Regions from separate parts of the Hordeum vulgare genome. Here region 1 is linked to region 2. A link is a contact called in public HiChIP or PLAC-seq data. All regions are on one chromosome and are shown on one strand. The core of a region is the stretch at or near the end of the contact, and the rest is flanking DNA. Distances in the headings are between cores, read along the strand shown. Region 1 holds the start of LOC123448665 (probable serine/threonine-protein kinase At1g54610). Region 2 holds the start of LOC123448661 (phosphatidylinositol 4-phosphate 5-kinase 4-like).

The links. HiChIP or PLAC-seq counts read pairs in DNA pulled down with a chosen protein or histone mark.
Region 1: an H3K4me3 HiChIP or PLAC-seq map of embryo shows a contact between it and region 2, with 5 times the contacts expected there. The contact joins the promoter of LOC123448665 here to the promoter of LOC123448661 in region 2. A contact is called at or near these places in 1 of 6 Hi-C or Micro-C datasets (seedling) and 1 of 1 datasets of contacts at active chromatin or transcription factors (embryo).

Annotation. Positions count from the first base shown.
Region 1 is chr4H:377,704,204-377,708,697 of MorexV3_pseudomolecules_assembly, reverse strand. LOC123448665 (probable serine/threonine-protein kinase At1g54610) reads left to right here and starts at 2,227. Exons shown (of 7, transcript XM_045125628.1): 1 at 2,227-2,749; 2 at 2,838-3,122; 3 at 3,220-3,537. The coding sequence starts at 2,426.
Region 2 is chr4H:377,368,976-377,373,686 of MorexV3_pseudomolecules_assembly, reverse strand. It overlaps LOC123448661 (phosphatidylinositol 4-phosphate 5-kinase 4-like), which reads left to right and starts at 1,284. Exons shown (of 8, transcript XM_045125623.1): 1 at 1,284-1,387; 2 at 2,295-2,459; 3 at 2,544-2,709; 4 at 2,809-2,925; 5 at 3,020-3,213; 6 at 3,306-3,409; 7 at 3,484-3,565; 8 at 4,654-4,711. The coding sequence starts at 1,362.

The DNA of each region.
Region 1 (4,494 bases), core at 978-3,477, 330 kb before region 2:
ATTGGATTCGTTGAAATCACATAGTGATGTGAACTAGATTATTGACTCTAGTACAAGTGGGAGACTGTTGGAAATATGGCCTAGAGGCAATAATAAATTAGTTATCATTATTTTATTTGTTCATGATAATCGTCTATTATCCATGTTGTAATTGTATTGATTGGAAACTCAAATACATGTGTGGATACATAGACAAAACACCGTCCCTAGTAAGCCTCTAGTTGACTAGCTCGTTGATCAAAGATGGTCAAGGTTTCCTGACCATAGACAAGTGTTGTCACTTGATAACGGGATCACATCATTGGGAGAATGATGTGATGGACAAGACCCAAACTATAAACGTAGTATATGATCGTGTTAGTTTATTGCTACTGTTGTCTGCATGTCAATGTATCTATTCCTATGACCATGAGATCATGCAACTCCCGGACACCGGAGGAATACCTTGTGGGTTATCAAACGTCGCAACGTAACTGGGTGACTATAAAGGTGCTCTACAGGTATATCCAAAGGTGTCTATTGGGTTGGCATGGATCAAGACTGGGATTTGTCACTCCGTGTGACGTAGAGGTATCTTGAGGCCCACTCGTTAATACCATCACAACAAGCCTTGCAAACAATGTGACTAAGGAGTTAGTTACGTGATCTTGTATTACGAAATGAGTAAAGAGACTTGCCGGTAACGAGATTGAACTAGGTATAGAGATACCGACGATCGAATCTCGGGCAAGTAACATACCGAAGGACAAAGGGAATAACATACGAGATTATATGAATCCTTGACATAGAGGTTCAGCCGATAGAGGTCTTCGTAGAATATGTAGGAGCCAATATGGACATCCAGGTCCCACTGTTGGTTATTGACCGGGGAGTGTCTCAGGTCATGTCTGCATAGTTCTCGAACCCGCAAGGTCTGCACACTTAAGGTTCGGTGACGTTTCGGTATAGTTGAGTTATATGTGTTGGTGACCGAAGTTTTGTTCGGAGTCCCGGATAAGATCCCGGACATCACGAGGAGTTCTGAAATGGTCCGAAAACGAAGATTGATATATAGGAAGTTGGTGTTTGGATTCCGGAAGATTTTCGGACATTGCCGAGAGTGTACTGGGAGTGACGAATGGGTTCCGGGGGCCCACTGGGTGGGTCCACCACGCCCCAAGGGGTCCGCATGGGTTTATTGGATGCGCAATAAGGTATAATGGGTTGATAAAGTCATCCAAGGAAAGCCCATGAGGAAAAAGTGGAAAATCAAAAAGAGATGAGAAAATAAGGAAGGAGTCCTAATCCAAGTGGGATTGAAGGAGGACTCCTCCCTTCCGCACTTCGGCCGACCCAAGGAGGCCTTCCTTGGCGCGCCAAGGCTGCCCCTCCCCTCCTCCTATATATACTAGAGATTTAGGGCTTTTGAGACACAACTTTGCCACATGCTGCCCTCTCCTCTAGATCATAGTTCTTCCTCTAGATCGGTTTTCTGCGGAGCTCGGGCGGGGCCCTGCAGGAATAGATCATCACCATCACCGACGCGCCGTCACGCTGCCCGAGAACTCATCTACTTCCCCGCCCTTCTTGTTGGATCAAGAAGGTGGAGATCGTCATCGAGCTGTACGTGCGTGGAACGCGGAGGTGCCGTCCGTTCGGCACTTGATCGGGACAGATCGTGGGACGGATCGTGGGACGGTTCGTGTGACGGATAGTGGGACGGATCGTGAAGACGTACCACTACATCAACCGCGTTTATTAACGCTTCCGCTTAGCGATCTAAAAGGGTATGTGGATCCGATTTCCCTCTCGTAGATGATCATCACCATGATAGGTCTTCGTGTGCGTAGGAATTTTTTTGTATTCCATGCAACGTTGCCCAACAATACATTCATATCTAGCCAAATTTAAAACAAGAATTTTGGAACGGAGGAAGTATTTATCAGCAATTTGGCCTTATACAACCCGATTTATCAGCATTTGGCCCCTTATACATATTTTTTTGGCTTCATCAGTTAGGAGAAGACTCTAGAAATCAAAAGAGAAATCGCCTTTGCCTATACCGGGGATCAACCATGAACGAAACAAAAAGAAGCAAAGAAGGGTAAAGGAAAACCAAGCAAAACAAACAAAAAAGCCAAAAGACTGTCCATGTTTTATACTCCTCTACTATAAATCCTCTCTCCTTTCCCTTCATGAAAGTCCCTTCTTTATCACCCTCACATGGATCACAGGTACAGGCCAGGCCCAGTGCAGGGGGTGCGGGTGTGTGTGGGAACTGGGAAGGCAGCCATCAGCATCAGATTCGGAGGGGGTCAAACACCTCAGTCCACCTCCAGCCTCGCTCGCCCCCGCCCCCGCCCCCCATCCTCACCTCCCTCACTCGCGGCGCCCACTTTACTTCACTCGGCCCATGCGCTGCCGCCGCCGCCGGTGACCGACCCCCATGGGCTGCGTCCACGGCCGCCCCTCCGCCGTTCCTACTCCGGACCGCCCGCCTCCCGAGCCGAAGCCCGAGCAGGCGCCGCCTCAAGAGGGCGACAAGGGTGACCAGCCTGCCCCAGCCCCGTCCGAGAAGCACGCCAGGAAGGAGAGGCGGTTCCGGTCGTCGCGCTCGGTGGCCGAGGCCCGCCTCGGCGGCAGCTTTGCCAACAGGGCACGCGGGGAGCAGGTCGCCGCCGGCTGGCCCGCTTGGCTCTCCGCCGTCGCGGGCGAGGCCATCGACGGCTGGACCCCGCGTCGCGCCGACTCTTTCGAGAAGATCGACAAGGTACGCGCGCCCCTTCCCCAGGCCCGGTTCCTTTTGCATTTACCAGCCGCCATTGGGTCTGAAGAAAGTTTGCGCCTTTTGGGGGCAGATCGGGCAGGGCACGTACAGCAATGTGTACAAGGCGCGGGATACCGTGAGCGGCAAGATCGTGGCGCTCAAGAAGGTGCGCTTCGACAACCTCGAGCCAGAGAGCGTTCGCTTCATGGCCCGCGAGATCCTCATCCTCCGCCGCCTCGACCACCCCAGCGTCATCAAGATCGATGGCCTCGTCACCTCTCGCATGTCCTGCAGCCTCTACCTCGTCTTCGAGTACATGGAGCACGACCTCGCCGGGCTGGTCGCCAGCCCAGATATTAAGTTCACCGAGCCACAGGTCTCCAAGATCCCAATGCTGCTGCCTTTGGTGCCCCTATGACACCGTGCGATGAAATGAGAGCCTAATCGAGGTGTCTGGCTTTGCTCACCTGCAGGTTAAGTGCTATATGAACCAGCTGTTGTCGGGGCTGGAGCACTGCCATGACCGTGGGGTGCTGCACCGTGATATCAAGGGGTCGAATCTGCTTTTGGATAACAATGGCATGTTGAAGATTGCAGATTTCGGTCTGGCGTCATTCTTTGATCCGAGCCGTAAGCAACCGATGACAAGCAGGGTTGTGACACTATGGTACCGACCACCAGAGCTGCTTTTGGGCGCAACCGATTATGGGGTGGGCGTGGACCTATGGAGCGCGGGATGTATACTCGCCGAGTTGTTGGCTGGGAGGCCTATTATGCCAGGCCGAACCGAGGTTAGCAATAATATATCTAACTGTTTGGAATGCTTCTATATCTTCTTTGTGGCATAAAGTTCCTTTGTAACCAAGTCATGTCACTACATCAGCGTAAATGTTGGTGAAATCAGTGAACGCCTGATGTGGCCAGAGACACATTGACCTGCCTTGGGATCTTCTTTCTTGCTACATGTTTTGTGTGTTTATTCATGCGTCAGCTTAGTTTAGCATGACCTCACGCTATTTACGTTGGAAAAATTAGGCAAGATCATGATTAATTCCAGTAAACAATTCATGACTAGAACCAAAACTAGCATACAACAATCTAGTAAACTAGATGAACAGCAGAATATGCACATCACCATCTCACACAAAGTAGCAACTGCTGAGAGAGACTTAACAGATCACGAATAACGTATTGTTCGTTAGCTGCTGTAGGAGCGACAGTGTTGATGACGATGTTGGCACGATCTGTTGTTGACGGCGATGAGTAGCACCGCCCGACTTGTACGGTAGACGACCCGTGATGACGAATTTGAGCAGTCGCGCAGGGCGCTTCCCAAAAGCCTGATTTGTCCTCTCCCGGTGCAGGATCGCAAAGACGAACGGTTCTAGAGACCTGCTCTCCCGCACGCCGGTGCACGCTGGCGTTCGAGATGAGGTAGACTACGGTGGCGTCGCAAGTTGCGAGATGAGGCAAACCCCTAGGTTTTTGGGTCTATTTTTGGCTGAGGCCGGTAAGCAGTATATATAGGAGGACCAGAGGCGGTACCGTGTCGCGATCACGATCTCAAACCGAGTTGGTTTCTAAGTCGCATACTTACCGGACAAGAAATAATTAAGTTGTCTGCCAAGACATAAAAAATAAAACGGCAGAAGGAAGCCGTGCCCCCGCAAGGCAACAGGCTGGATTTCGGCGAACCATTCACGCGTATGTCACACGTACGCCCCGCCCTGCCCAGGCGAGGCAAGGCG
Region 2 (4,711 bases), core at 35-2,534:
CGAGCGCTCGCTGCTGCTCTCGTCGCTGAGCTGCAGGAAAACGAGAGGAGCTGCTCCGGCTGCTCCTCCAGGGTGAACTCCAGCGGCGTCCACATGAGGAAACAATGGTGCCGTCCGCCTCCCATCCGCCCACCTCCGGCTGCTCCGTCCGTCTCCCATCCCAGTGCTGCCTTCGCTTGCAGGATATAAAATTCAGTTAAGTAGAGACAGCTGCAGGATACAAAATTCAGTTAACTGTAAACAAACCTCTGCTCTTTGGTTTTTGGATGCAGCAACTTTAGTTGGATTGCGTCTCCTTTTGAATAACTTATCAAGCAAAGTTTTCCTTTTTCTCAATTTTGGACAGCGCGTTAACTATAGTATTTTGGACTTGGGGTTAACTATAGTCTTTTGTGGAGTGTACATGTAAAAGGGTCAATTCTGTGTACTTGAATGATTATATAAGAACAAATTTTTTTATTAAATGCTTCGAAAATTAGTTTATTCACGCCTAGAAAACACTCCGTTCAACTTTCTGTTATTGTTGTTTTCTTGAACCCTTTAACCGAATGTCCTGAATGTTAGGTTTTCCCTCTTGCTTGTTGTATGCTAAATTGAGTGAAACTGTTGTTCTTTGCCAAATGTAACTGCATTGTTGTACTGTCCTTGTAATACTGCAGATATACTTATATTGAACTAATGTTCTGCTCACAATTTGGACTCTGAATCATTGCTGGGTTTGTGGGATTGATTTGGTTGTGAGCTGCTGTAGCCATGGAACCATTGACCGGCTGTGACCGCTGCTAGCTATGGGATTAATTTGGACGCTGGATGCGGTGGCGCAAGGCACGCCGTTACCCGGCTCTGTCAAGGCATGGGATCTCAGTCCCAAATGACCATTATGTGTCTGTACGTAGTTCCGACATCCTTCTACGGCCCACAGTCGCTGCAAGCTGGTGATACGGCACGTGGCGGAGATAGACCAGGAGAGCACACCTCGGCTCGTAGGGCAGCGAACGTACGGGCGCGCGAGCTCGGCGTCCAGGCCGAGCAAAACTTCCGGGTGGGAGGAGAGAGAGAAACTTTGAAAAGATCCGCGATTGCAGGGGGTAGGGGGCTCCTCTGGATGGGGGCACCACGTGCGGCATTGTGGAGGAGGAGGCGGAGGGGACTCGGCGGAGGCGACGGTGCCAGGTCGGCGGCGGGAGACGGGGAGGAAGAGGACGAGGAGGCGCGCCACGACGGTGAGGGTGGAGGACGCCGGCGAGGGCAGGGGCCTGCCGCCGCCGTCGCCGGCGACGGGGCCGCACGCCGGCGGCAGGTCGCGCGCGGCGCGGCGGCAGGGCGAGACCATCGCCAAGGGCCACAAAAACTATGAGCTTATGCTCAACCTCCAGCTCGGCATCAGGTACCCCTACCTGCCCTCGTACATTGAATCTTCATGGTTCTTGATACAAAGAAAACTGCACTTGTCCAAGAATCAAATGTTTATGAAAGTCTTCTTTTTCGAGAACAATCACGGCTATCTGAAAGATGAATGACAAATAGATTGATTTCTCCCTCCTTCTGCCGTGAACAATCAATTTTCAAAAATTGATTGCATACGCAGAAAGCACTTTCCAAATATTGCTTGCATATGTAGAAAGCACCTTCTGCCGTGAACAATCAATTTCCAAAATTGCTTGCATATGTAGGAAGCATGAGATTTCAGACAATCCTCCAACAAATGTATATTCGTGTCTCTTTTCTTTCAAAACTAAACAGGCGTTTGGCCCGTTTATTAAGAATGAAAAGACAATAACACAGCTCCACACCTAGAGCACCCACCAGCACGAAAGTGCGGCCAATGCTTATCCTTGTATTGCGTCAAACATGAATTAATGGCGGCTAATTGCAATTTGATGGCTTAGAAAGAAGATTCGTAATGATCTACTGTTCCATTCAAATGCCACGAGTTGTTGCACCATGTAGCCAACTAGCATCCGACCGGAAACAAAGCTGGGAAAATTTATTGAGATTTTAATCGCCTCGTAGCCTCTTGCTTTACTTGATCACGGCCTGGATAGCCCATGCATGGAAAATTATGTTATACTCCCTCTGTAAACTAATATAAGAGTGTTTAGATCACTACTTTAGTGATCTAAACGCTCTTACATTAGTTTACGGAGGGAGTACAACATTTCATTTTTGACTAAGGATAGTGGGTCACAACGAGGCACAACCCTTTGTGGATTTTCATTAACGATATAGCAGAATGACATGTCTTTCTAACATATATATTTTTTCATGTGCTTCTTATCTTGTCCATGGAATAGACACGCAGTAGGAAAGCAAGGACCTATTACGCTTGATCTGAAGTCATCAGCTTTTGACCCAAAGGAGAAAGTATGGACCAGGTTCCCTCCAGAAGGCTCAAAATACACCCCTCCACACAGTTCTTGCGATTTTAGATGGAAAGATTACTGCCCGCAAGTATTCCGGTTGGTCGTCACTCCAGTTTCTAATTAACGTTTACCTATGCTCAGTTACAATTCACATGTAATTTTTCATGAAATGAATTGCAGGACATTGCGCAAGTTGTTCAAGGTTGATGCAGCAGACTATATGTTATCCCTTTGTGGCGACCAGGCTCTCCGGGAGCTCTCATCCCCTGGTAAGAGTGGAAGCTTCTTTTATCTCACGAGCAATGACCAGTACATGATAAAGACGATGAAGAAAGCTGAAGTAAAGGTTTGTGCTTGGTTGTTGTCTCTGTCTAAATGTTTTCTGAACTTCATAGACAATCAACAGTTTTATACATAACGTATGGAATACTTCTTTGTTGTGTAGATATTTCTGAAGATGCTTCGGGCTTACTACAATCATGTCCGGTCATTCGAAAACACTCTAGTCACCAAGTTTTTTGGTCTGCATTGTGTCAAGTTAGCCGGAGCTAACCAAAAGAAGGTCAGGACTTAAAAAATATTTGGTTTCATGCTACATCTACTTGATAAGGTTGTAATGTATGTCTGATCATCTGTTTGCTGTTACTATTACCCAGGTTCGTTTTGTCATAATGGGAAATCTGTTCTGTTCTGATCACTTTATTCATAGGAGATTTGATTTAAAAGGCTCATCCCTTGGACGTACGACTGACAAGCCACAGACAGAAATAGACGAGTACACTATTTTAAAAGACCTTGATCTTAACTTTATATTTCGATTGCAAAAACACTGGTACCAAGAGTTTCAGAGGTGAGTGAGAGTGAGGCTACTACCAATGAGAAGTCATCACATTTTACATTTTTACTCCCCAGCTAATCCAGAAGTTAAATCTGTTGGAGCAGACAAGTCGACAAGGATTGCGATTTTCTCGAGCAGGAAAACATTATGGATTACAGCCTTTTGGTGGGCGTACATTTTAGGGACAAAAGAGTTATAATGACTGAAGGTTGGTTTGAAAAATATTGTTTTAACAACTTTTGACATTGTTGTCGTATACCTTACAAACTTCATTGTTTGAAGGTTCCTTTGATAGTGATAGCAGCAGAGGATCATCACCCCACCTGTCACCTCACCTATCTAGAGGAGATACTGATGCAAACAGGTGAAATAAGACACTTGGTTAAAGCCCATTATGGTTGCTCTTATTCAGATACTTGTAATGCATGCGCGTGCTAATATAATCTTATCCTACTTATCATATTGAGATGGCTTATGCCTCCATGGTGTTCACGTTGATCTGAGTTTATTGTTCAACTAACTCTTTGCATTGGGAGAAGAAGATGAGATAAGCAAGGTAGTAAAAGGAGGAAGCAGATAGCAGGTTGTAGGACAATCCAAGATGCGGCAACATCTGTAGGCCATAGCGTTTGGTTCAGTAGAGCGTTGTTTTAATTTATAACAAATCCCCAATTGTCTGCCTGGTATGCACCCACAATCCCCATGAGGATTAGAAGTCGCACGGAGGCCATCTTTTGTTGCAACCTATCATCTGTCCATTCCCTTCATATATAAATATATACCACTACATATTGTATCAGTTTTGAATGAATGTAGAGCATCAATCCTAACCGTTGGTATCTTAAATCCAATGGTTGACAGTAGTGGGATTCACATGAACAGTAGCCAGCAGCTGCTTCCGTAGTGTTCTAGAACCATCAAATCATCCTTGTCATAACATGTCCATGCTTCCCAAACCAGCTTGCAGCGCTAGATAGTCTAGAAATGGAACGACAGTATAGGAAAAAAGGAAGGTAAAGTAAACAATTAGATTAGTTTGTGACCCACCGATTATAGTTCCCCAAAAATTCTCACCGGCACCATGCTCTTTGTTTTTTTACAAAGAACAGTCAATGGGGTTTACACTTTTTCTATTATTTAATTTCTGCATTTCCTTTGCATTGAATAATTTTACAAGGCAGTCTACTGTTATTTACTTTTACGGAAAGCATTTTGTAATGGTCCGATCGTGTATTGCACGTGTGTACATGATAGTATAAATAATGCTGGAGATATATGGTGCTTATCAACAACTAATAGCTTTTCCTAAAAAAACTAATAGTCAAACATTGGTTAGTACTCATGTAACCCCCTTTTTCCTTAGATATACATCTGGTATAGATATTTGGTTGTATTCCTATTCATGCTTTGTGTGTTCTAACACAAGCATAACAACATTCTTTGGGTGGACAGGTTCTCCAAGGTAAAGCTCGGGTCGAACATGCCAACAAAAGCTGAATTGACAATTCGA